3 separate regions of the Zea mays genome follow, and regions 1 and 3 are each linked to region 2. Evidence: chromatin contacts called from public Hi-C data. All regions are on one chromosome and are shown on one strand. The core of a region is the stretch at or near the end of the contact, and the rest is flanking DNA. Distances in the headings are between cores, read along the strand shown. Region 1 holds the start of LOC100194346 (probable sodium/metabolite cotransporter BASS4, chloroplastic). Region 2 holds the start of LOC100277929. Region 3 has its middle 11 kb from the start of LOC109939567.

The links. A called contact is a pair of places that touch in the nucleus more often than the background predicts.
Region 1: a contact with region 2 is called in a Hi-C map of leaf, with 5 times the contacts expected there. The contact joins the promoter of LOC100194346 here to the promoter of LOC100277929 in region 2. A contact is called at or near these places in 2 of 25 Hi-C or Micro-C datasets (bundle sheath and leaf).
Region 3: a contact with region 2 is called in a Hi-C map of tassel, with 2.5 times the contacts expected there. The contact joins the enhancer-like site here to the promoter of LOC100277929 in region 2. A contact is called at or near these places in 2 of 25 Hi-C or Micro-C datasets (ear and tassel).

The regions. Positions count from the first base shown.
Region 1 is chr5:172,181,525-172,184,711 of Zm-B73-REFERENCE-NAM-5.0, forward strand. It overlaps LOC100194346 (probable sodium/metabolite cotransporter BASS4, chloroplastic), which reads left to right and starts at 1,728. Exons shown (of 14, transcript NM_001309896.1): 1 at 1,728-1,986; 2 at 2,103-2,193; 3 at 2,644-2,751; 4 at 2,842-2,909. The coding sequence starts at 1,837.
Region 2 is chr5:171,750,536-171,753,696 of Zm-B73-REFERENCE-NAM-5.0, forward strand. It overlaps LOC100277929, which reads right to left and starts at 1,415. Exons shown (of 3, transcript NM_001371688.1): 1 at 953-1,415; 2 at 721-801; 3 at 165-400. The coding sequence starts at 1,300. The coding sequence ends at 326. LOC542238 (amylose extender 1) reads right to left here. Exons shown (of 22, transcript NM_001426901.1): 21 at 2,720-2,794; 22 at 2,289-2,623. The coding sequence ends at 2,540.
Region 3 is chr5:172,156,499-172,159,507 of Zm-B73-REFERENCE-NAM-5.0, forward strand. No RefSeq gene overlaps it. Among protein-coding and RNA genes, the nearest start is that of LOC109939567, 11 kb to the left of the region's middle. Within about 2 kb of position 1,398, at least 18 of the 20 cell types and tissues checked have an H3K27ac peak or open chromatin away from gene starts, as enhancers often do. A contact at or near this core is called in ear and tassel, where this site is marked.

The DNA of each region.
Region 1 (3,187 bases), core at 478-2,977, 430 kb after region 2:
GAGAGCTTTTGTGAGGGCTTCTTCAGTAGCTTTTTCAAAAAAAAAATCTAAACGGAAGACTTTTAGCTTCTCCATGTAAAAACAGAGACGAGCTACAAAAAATTAAGCAAAGCCGGGAGCTCTAAGACTAGCTCCAACAAGGAGCTCTAAAGGGTTTTGTACCCTAAATTTAGAGGACGAGGACGTCTTCTACTCCCTCCAGCAACGTCCTCTAAACGGTCCTCTAAATTTAGAGGACGCTGCTGAATTCTCTATATGTAGAGTTTCTCTAAACGGTTCTCTATCTATTTGAATACTTTAAACAACCGGTTTAATAAAACTAAAATATGTACAATACATTTGAGAGTATGACAAATACGTATGTACAAAAATTAAAAAAATTAAAATGTCTTTAATATAGGTATTTACATATAGAGGACGTAATTTAGAGGACGTTGTTGGAGAGAAAATAGATATAGGAGATGGAATCTTTTAGAGAAGACTGTAAAGGATGGATATAGAGGATATATATAGAGGACGTTGCTGGAGACAGTCTAAAAAGAGCTTTCTTCCGCTCTCTCTCTCCCTCTCTCGTAAAAGAAAAATAGGAAGCATATTCGTCTGGTTTTAATTTATATTTTATACAATATTTTGTTTCTATAAATTATAGCTCATGTTTCCATATGCTTTTTCACATGCTCATTGGGGTTTAGAGGACTGAGATAAAAACTAAAATAGAGACCCTTCAAATTTTTTATATAAAAATGTTACCAACATGTACACTCAAAACATATCTAAACTATATTAATAATAAGCAACAAATAAATAAAAAGATACATATTAAGTATTATCTTAAAAGTTAATCTACCATGTTTAGATATGATTGGGGGTTTGGACACTTCGTGATAGTCAACTAAGCTATTATATTATACTAGTCAAATGCCCATACATTATTGTAGTTTCTATATATTACATGAGTTTACTTTGTTTTAATAAAGCATAAAAAATTTTGTGTGTTTGTTTGTTAGGTGGTCAGGTGGATGTAAATATAGAGCCAACAATCAAGATTCAAAACCTATTTAGGTACAAACTTTACCTTATTTTTGTATAAAGCGAGAAGAAAGTGATGAAACACGACGATTGCAGAACCGTGGAAACCAGTGCTTTTATATAGTAGGGTGTGAGTTGTTGATCCAAGAGCTCTACCGAAGAGGGTCCATTGTTTGGTTCACTTCTGGCTTAAGTCTGGCTTTGAGAGCCAGGGCTACTGGATCCTGGCTCCGGTGTTTTATTTGTGTTTTATGAAGCATGGTCTAAGATGTTTTAAGACGAGTCTGACTCTATAGCTTTAGACAAGTAGCTAGATATATATCTCGCAGGAATTAGATCAAGCTCACAACAAACCAAACATCAGCTCTTTGCACCCTACGATGCAAGCACACATAAAACTAGCAACCAAATATGTTCTAAAGGTACGCACAACTTTGAGCATTTAAATCGATTTTTTATACACAAGAGACAACTACAAAACTTCATGATAAAATGGGATGTTATTAAAATCAATCACATCATAAATATAACTAACAGATAATATATAGAGAATCATGTAGAGACAGACTTGTATTTGTTTATTTAGTCCTCTTTCAATGTTCAGTTAAGTCTATGCTTCTAGCTCACTACATCATTCCGATTGAGTTTTAATTTAGAGACAAAACCAAAATCAAAGAGAGAGGACTAGTTTCTAGCCCAATCCACGGTGGAGCCCAGCCTCCACTCTCCAGTCCGGTTTTCAGTTGGTAGCCACGCGCACGGGGACGGGGTTCTCCCTTTGCTGTCGCCCCCGCCTCCGATTCCGCGATGATAACCCACCATCCCTCCCTGATCCGCCCATCTGTCCTCACCCTCCGTGCCGACGTCCTCCGTCGGCGCCCAACACTGCACGCCGTCGCCTCCGCGCCGCCTCCCCGATTGTGGTCTTTGCGCGCCACCACCGGTGGAACTTCGCCCGTAACAACCAAATCGAACCCCCTCGGATTCTCTGACACTCATTGGGCCATGCTTCGATTCAGTTGTAAATGCCTAGTTGCCTGAAAAAAAGTTGTAAACGCCTACTTGCTCCGCAGGTCAGTGGCGATGGAGGCAAACGCGCTGTGCCGCTTCCCACGCGTGGGCCCGCCCTGCTCGGCTTCGTGCGTAGCAACTTCCTCCCGCTTGGTGAGTTCCCGCTTGTACGCGATCCTAGCTTGTGCCTAACCTGTTAACCACCTTGATATCTATGGTCTGTTGGCGATTTTGTACTGCTGTTTCTGTATGTAATGTCAATTATGCGATGCTTGTCTTAATTGTGCGGTTGGACTTATGTACTCCACGACCCAAACTAGGCATATTTGACAATGCTTCAATGCCTCCAAATCCAAAATAGCCTTTGCATCTTTGTCATCGTGAAATTCTACTAAGCAGAAACATAGTGGATTAGAGAGAGATGGGTTTGTTTCTGGAGTGTAAATCAAGTATGATCTGTTGTTGAAAAGTTGAAGGTGCCAGTAGAGGCTACTCCTATGTCTAGAATTGCTTTCACGTTACCGCTATGTATTTGACAAGAACATGCAAATACCTCTGGTTTTGAACTTTCATGGACTGATTTGTGTCTTTTCCATTGATAAGCTCTCATTGGTGGGATCATATTGGGTCTTCTAGATCCTACTCTTGGATGCCTTGCACACAAATACTCCCTGTCAAAGTACAGCACTTTTGGGATATTCGTTATCTCAGGTTCGGTTGCTTAACCCTATTCGTGTGAATCCCTGTTCTATTACAGTATTACTTCTGTGTTCTGCTGATAGCTTCCTCTTGGCTGCATAGGACTGACCCTGCGCACTAGGGAGCTTGGTGCAGCGTTAGAAGCTTGGCCTGCTGGACTATATGGACTAGTATGACCTTATGTTTGTTCTGTGGCTGCCAGACTTAGGGCATGTTTGGTTTGTGGCTAAATGTGCCACACTTTGCCTAAGGTTAGTCATTCAAATTGAATAACTAACCTTGGGCAAAAAAGTTAGGCAAAGTGTGGCAATTGAGGCAACAAACCAAACATGCCCTTACCTATTCTAATATCATTCTGTGGCACAACTATAAGTATGTTGGAATAAAGTTCTCACTGCCGTTTGATCCAAGGCATAATTCAAGGAAATTCCATGCCATTGATTTTCTG
Region 2 (3,161 bases), core at 165-2,664:
TAGCACCTACAGATATGATAAAGTGAGCTCGTAGTTCTATTTACATAACGATAAATCTAAGAACCATTTGGTATCTGATTCTGATATTGGTATTTCAAATACGTTTAGGACCAATGGTGCCGCAGAGCAACGATTACAAGCCAAGGATAGTGAACCATCGGTTACAAATCATGTGTACAAATACACAAATCCAATCATCAAGTACGTCGCAGGAAAAAAAATTGCACGTTGAGCTTCAGTCATTGCTAGTTCGATTTCTCTTATGGGCCGGAATACCACGACTACCTTACCACCATCGTCATCCTCTTCTTCCATGAGATCAGATCTAGTAGAGGGATTCTATCGTCTTGTTGAGCTCCTCCAGCTTCTTCATCCGCAGCCTCTCGCTCTCGCTTACGAGCTGCCAGAAAGAACACGTTATTATTTTATTGTTTTAGATGACCAACCTCTGAGTGAAACATGTGTCAACAGACACGTTCTTATTAGGGAAAAAATAGAGGACCAAGTCAGTTGGGCCTAGTAGTACAGTAATAATATGGAAATGGCCCAACCAATTCCATCCATCGGATTGGTATATGAATTTCACAGGAATTATTATTGGTTCTAAAACAGCCTTAATCCTTTTTATTTTCCGCAGCAGAACAAAATATGCCTACCGAGACGGTTCTCAAAACAAAAGCTAGCTATAGCGCGCGCGGATTGCAAAAGAATTGAACTGACCTCCAACAGCCTATTGACCAGCGTGGCTTTCTCGTTGTTCTTCTCGTTGTAGGCCTCGAGGCACATCTTGTACTCCTTCTCCTGCACACGCACATGTTCGGAGACAAACACACGATCAGCAAGCAGTACGTGTTGCTACCTGCTTGACTTCGTTCTATAGCCATTCGGTCGAAGTGAAAAACCCGAATGGAGAAACACTCGTGTTGTGTTCCAGTGTCTTGTAGTGACGTACCTTTTTGAGGCACGTCTTGCCGAGCGGCTTGAGCTGCCTGTTGACCTTGTCGATGCGCTTGCGGATGGCGTCGACCTCCCGGCGCGTGGGGTCGGCCATGAGCTCCAGCTCCTGGCGGATGAAGGCCAGTCGTTTGGTCTCCTCCTCCACCCGGCCCAGCATGGAGAACACCTTGTCCCGCACCTCCACCTTCTTGCGCTCGATCTCCTCCTCCTTCTCCTTGAACAGCGACAGCGCCGACCGCGACGACTGCTCCGCCCACTCCCCCACCTCCTCGCCGCCGCCCGTCGACGCGCTGCGCACGCACACGATCTGCATCTGCTGCTCCTCCTTGCCGCTGCACTCCATCTGTCGTCGCTGCTAGCTGCCAACACTGCCCTCCAAACGGCTAGCTAAGCTAGGGCAGTGTGTAGAGCAGGAGAGGCCTCTTGCGCCCTAAGCCGTGTAAAGAAATTGGTAGTAGGAGTAGCCTGCATCTAACAACCGTCCATCTATTTATTCCTCCAGCTTCCATGTGCTCGCTCTCCCTTTTACTGTTGTATTGTTTTGCAAACGATCGAGAGCCCAGTACTAGCTAGTGTCCTAGCTACTCGAAGCCTGAACCTTTAAGCAAGCACCGGTGATCTGTATGAATTGTTATATTGTTTTGATTGATGTTATATGTATCTTAGTGCAGGTGTCACTTGTCACTCATCAACTCATACTATTAGCTGCTTATGGTAATGATAGCACAAGCTTCCTGGGCATCGATGGAGGAAATAAAACCAACCAAGCTGTATGCCATGACCCGAGACAACATCATTCCACGTACATGTGATGTGAGCAGGAGAGCGGCTCCGGACTGGCCCAAGGCCAAGACCAACAGCGAAGTATCATAAAAACTTGAAAAGCGTTAGGTGAGATCCAACAAGTCGAGTAGGAGTAACTCTTGAGCAATCTCAGTGTACATTCCCTGTCACCAGTTGGTGTGACCAAATGCACGCGTGATCGTCTCCGAGGCGAGGATACGATAATGCATGCATCCAAGCATTAGTAAAACCCCGTATCCATGTCTATCGTTGTAGGATTAACATCTAAGGCAGGCAAGCCGAGGTATACCTGCAACGGCAAGCTGGGACGGGGGAGTAGTGTCTTCAGGGACACTGGAAAGGTAGTGCTTTGCGTGTCTGAATCTGAGTGAGTCGGTAATCGGGAGGGGTGGCATTTAAAAGTAAGCAGAGCAGGCAGCAGGGGCCACATTGCTGGCTGCTCTGTAGTCGGACATGCAACCCCCCAGCTTGAAACCTATGCGCTGCAGCCGATTGTCTAACTCTAAGACCATCAGTGCCCAACGGAATGAAACAAGTGCAAACAATCAGCCATCAAGCATTAGGAAAGCGAAAAACGAAAACTCTATGTTTAATTGACACCTTGAAGGTCTTAAATATATAGAGAGGACAACGCAGCGAGATGCATGGGCTTTCCAGCATCGATTAAAGTATCAGAACCTTATTGTAGCATGCATGCATGCATCTGCCGGTTTTGGAAGAAGGTTTTTCCTCACATCGACAGCCCCACACATGCCGCGCAGCAACGAGTACCCCGCTATCACTCCACTGGAGCATAGACGACACATGTTCTGCTTGGTGTATAAACCGAGAATGAATATGGCCTATTATCATGCGAACAGTCCTGCAAGTAATGGCCATAACAGAAGTTAGTTCACCTCTGTCAGGAACAAGTTGACATCTGCGTACCTAGAGCAGTATCACGTGCCACAAAACTTACGGCGGTGAAGTGCTCGGCTGCGTGATGGATCCTGCTAAATCCACCAAATAGTCCAGCGTCGGAGTCCAAGACCACCTGGTACAAATAGCAAATGCTGTCAGCACCTCCGCTAGTGGGATTTTGAGAAACTTCTCCGGCTAGTTTTCGAACAACGGATGTGCTCCAATATCAGAGACGCCAAGAGAACGAGCATGCGGCTATCCGTCACAGGAACTCCTAGTTCTTTTTTGTTTTGTTTTTTTTATACATGTAAACATGGCGCCCTAGTATTTTGCTACCTTTTACCTGCTCGTGCAGCCTAAAAATTGGAAAAATCCAAATCTAGCGTCCTACGTTTTCAAGCAAATTAAATTAACTACAACATGAATTGCTGACACCAACAGCTTAGCTGCTCCTAGCTTCACCGTAGAAAGAGATCAATAATGACACTTGATAAATTGCA
Region 3 (3,009 bases), core at 148-2,647, 410 kb after region 2:
TACTTCATCCAATCAACCATTTGAAGGTGTGGGAGCCCAAGCAACATACCAAGGCATATTGTAGACATTTCCAAGTGCTCAAACACCCAAGTGCTTAATAGAATCACTCGGTGATTAGCGTAGGTGCTTTGCGAAGTGCTTAGGTTAGTTAGACCGCATTAGCGCTTGCTCTAGGTGAATCCTAGTTAGTTGAGTGAGTTTAGACAAACCACACAACCCCTCGGCTCTTGCGTGGGCCGTTGAAATTGTATCGAGTGGGGCGAGAGTCTTGCGAGACCGTGACAACCGTGTTTGTGTCACGGCCGCCACCGTGTACCGGAGGGAACGAGGCCCGCGGCGTTTCGCCCGGAAGCTCGATAGTGGAGACGGCGGGGAGCGTCCGAGAGGAGCCGGAAGCGGAGCACCACTTGCGCGTGGAGAAGGCCCGTGGCTCTCTACGGAGTTACTCGACCGAGGTGCTTGGCCCTCGCGTGGGCTTCCCTTTGCGTAGGGGCACCAACGAGGATTAGTCGGGACCTTGCGTGGTTCCGGATACCTCGGTAAAAATACCGGCGTCATCCACGAGAGTTTTCTTCTCTACTTTTCTCTTTAAGTTTCCGCATTTATATTAAGCATTTAAGTTTCAATCTTGTATACATACTTATTTAGTGTAGATTGAAACTTAGCCATTGCAGTAGAGATAGCAACACTTAGAAAAAACCTAGTTTGCACTTTCTAGTTTGATTATTTGCATAGGTTTTGCTCTAGGGATTTAATTGTGGCCTAGTTTAGTTAAAGTTTTAGAAGTCCTAATTCACCCCCCCCCCCCTCTTAGGCGTCACCCGTTTCCTACATGCCCTTACCTTCCCTCTGTACTTCTGTAGTATTCGGTTGTGAGAGCATGTTTGTATAGATAGCTAATGTTGTGAGTGTATTATAAGGGCATTTGAGTATTTGGACAATATATTTAATGACTTTAGAATCTGTTTAGTCCCTAGAACCAAACAGTTAGAGAATAAAGTTTAGTCCTAGTACTAAAGTTTAACTAATTGAAACCAAATATGGCCTAAGTCTAAAATGAAAATGTCTAAATTCCTAACAATACCTTGATGGATCCAATGCCACGCCGGAGAAGCAGATCGCTGCATCAACGGCTCCGGGTGCTGTTGAAGTCACCAATCTAGCGTAGGCTCGCTGACCAATAATTATTGCGTGGTCTTCTCTTTTATCGATGACCGCTCAGCCCGTAACCACTAGCTGCGGCAATGGCAATATGGCATTGCATTTGCACGGACACGGAGACGGAGACAAGAAATGCTTGCGCGCGAGAGCCCACCGGCTGTGTGTTGGGCTAGTGCTGCTGCATGGGCCGGCCAGCATTCAGTATAGCCGAAGTGATGGCCCAAACAAGATCGCGCCAATCGTGCTAACGTGGCTATGGAGGTAGCTGCGTCGCGCCAACACTGACAAGCAGTGACGACCGACCTGACCCCGTACCGTGGCTAGCATACAACGAATCCACTCCTAGCTTCTGGTCGGTTCGTGCAGGCTGAAACAGTTGATGATTTGAGACGTGTGCGCAATGGGTCGTCGTCTCGGTTCGTGTTCTCTGCCCGTGCGTATACATGTGCAGGGGTATATATGATGATACATTATACCCACAAGTACGAGATCGATCGATCGGTCGTCCCGTCCGTACGTTCCCGGCTGCCATGCATGATGATTCGCTTGCAGAATCCTCTTGAATGCAAGGCGAATGCATCATTCGTTTGCTAGCTAGCTAGCTAGCTATACATAGGGCTTGTATTGTAGCGACGGTTGCATTGATTACATTTTTGGCACCCCCCTCTCTGTTTCAAAAATAAAATACATACTGGTTAATCGGTTATGGTCAGGATAATAACTGACTAGTAGGTGAAAACATACTTGCTTCGTCGCGCGTTTGAAGTTATCTGATGTTTTAATATTTGTAGGTACGTAGCTTTTTTTCTATATCTTATAGTTTAGAACGGATAAAGTAGTCATCAACTAGCTTGTATTAATTTAAATAATGTCATGTTTAAAACAGTGCGCGTACAAGATTATTATAGCCTCATGGCCATTACATGTTTAAATGAGAATGACGAATCAAGGGGACAGAAAGAAGAGATGTGAGCGCAAGAAGGGGCCAAATGACTGGTAAGATTTGTGTGAGTTAGGGTTTGTCTTGCCGATTTTCATACTCTACTGCTCCCTCCGTTTTCAAAATAATGTTCGTTTTAGCTTTTTTTATGTCTATTCAAGTATATATACACATATATAATACACATGCATTAAATATTGTATGAACCTACTAATACCACAAAACAAATTTTAATTTAGCACAGAGGGAGTATTAGGTATTCCAATTTATCTTGCGACGGATGCTACAAAATCAAAATGCACGCATCTCAAAAACACCGCGAAAACCCAATATTCCAGTGACCAGTGTGTGTGTGTGTTTTTTTAGGATAGATACATATAACTTGACTAATTATCGGCTCAAACCTGTGAAAATACATCTTGTTAATAATTATTTAAATTGGAGTCAGAGAATATTTGTCTTAGATGAACATTGGCCATCAACATAAATGAGTTGCTGAAAGTAATGTCTTTGGACTAGTTTTGTAGCTAGCTAGTACGATTAATTAAATATAGGCAACTAAAGTTTAGATGAGTAACCTTAGATCGCGTGTGCTGTAAACATATGGACTAATACTAAGAGAGACTAACAACTAATTTGACTGGATTAAACATAACAGTCCATCTTTTAATGAATATCCATGACTTAGATGCAACAACTAATATGCAATCAGACCTTATACGCAAGCTCGCTTTGCACACTTTGCGCATAAGGCCGGATTGCAGTGACCTAGCTAAATATATATACACCACTTACCAATTTACCATCAACATAAATCTGAATTGAATTACAACACAGAGTAACATTTTAATGCCATGCGAATTAAAATCAGGTCAAAAGGCCGGTGTGACAATGAAGCAGAGAGGACG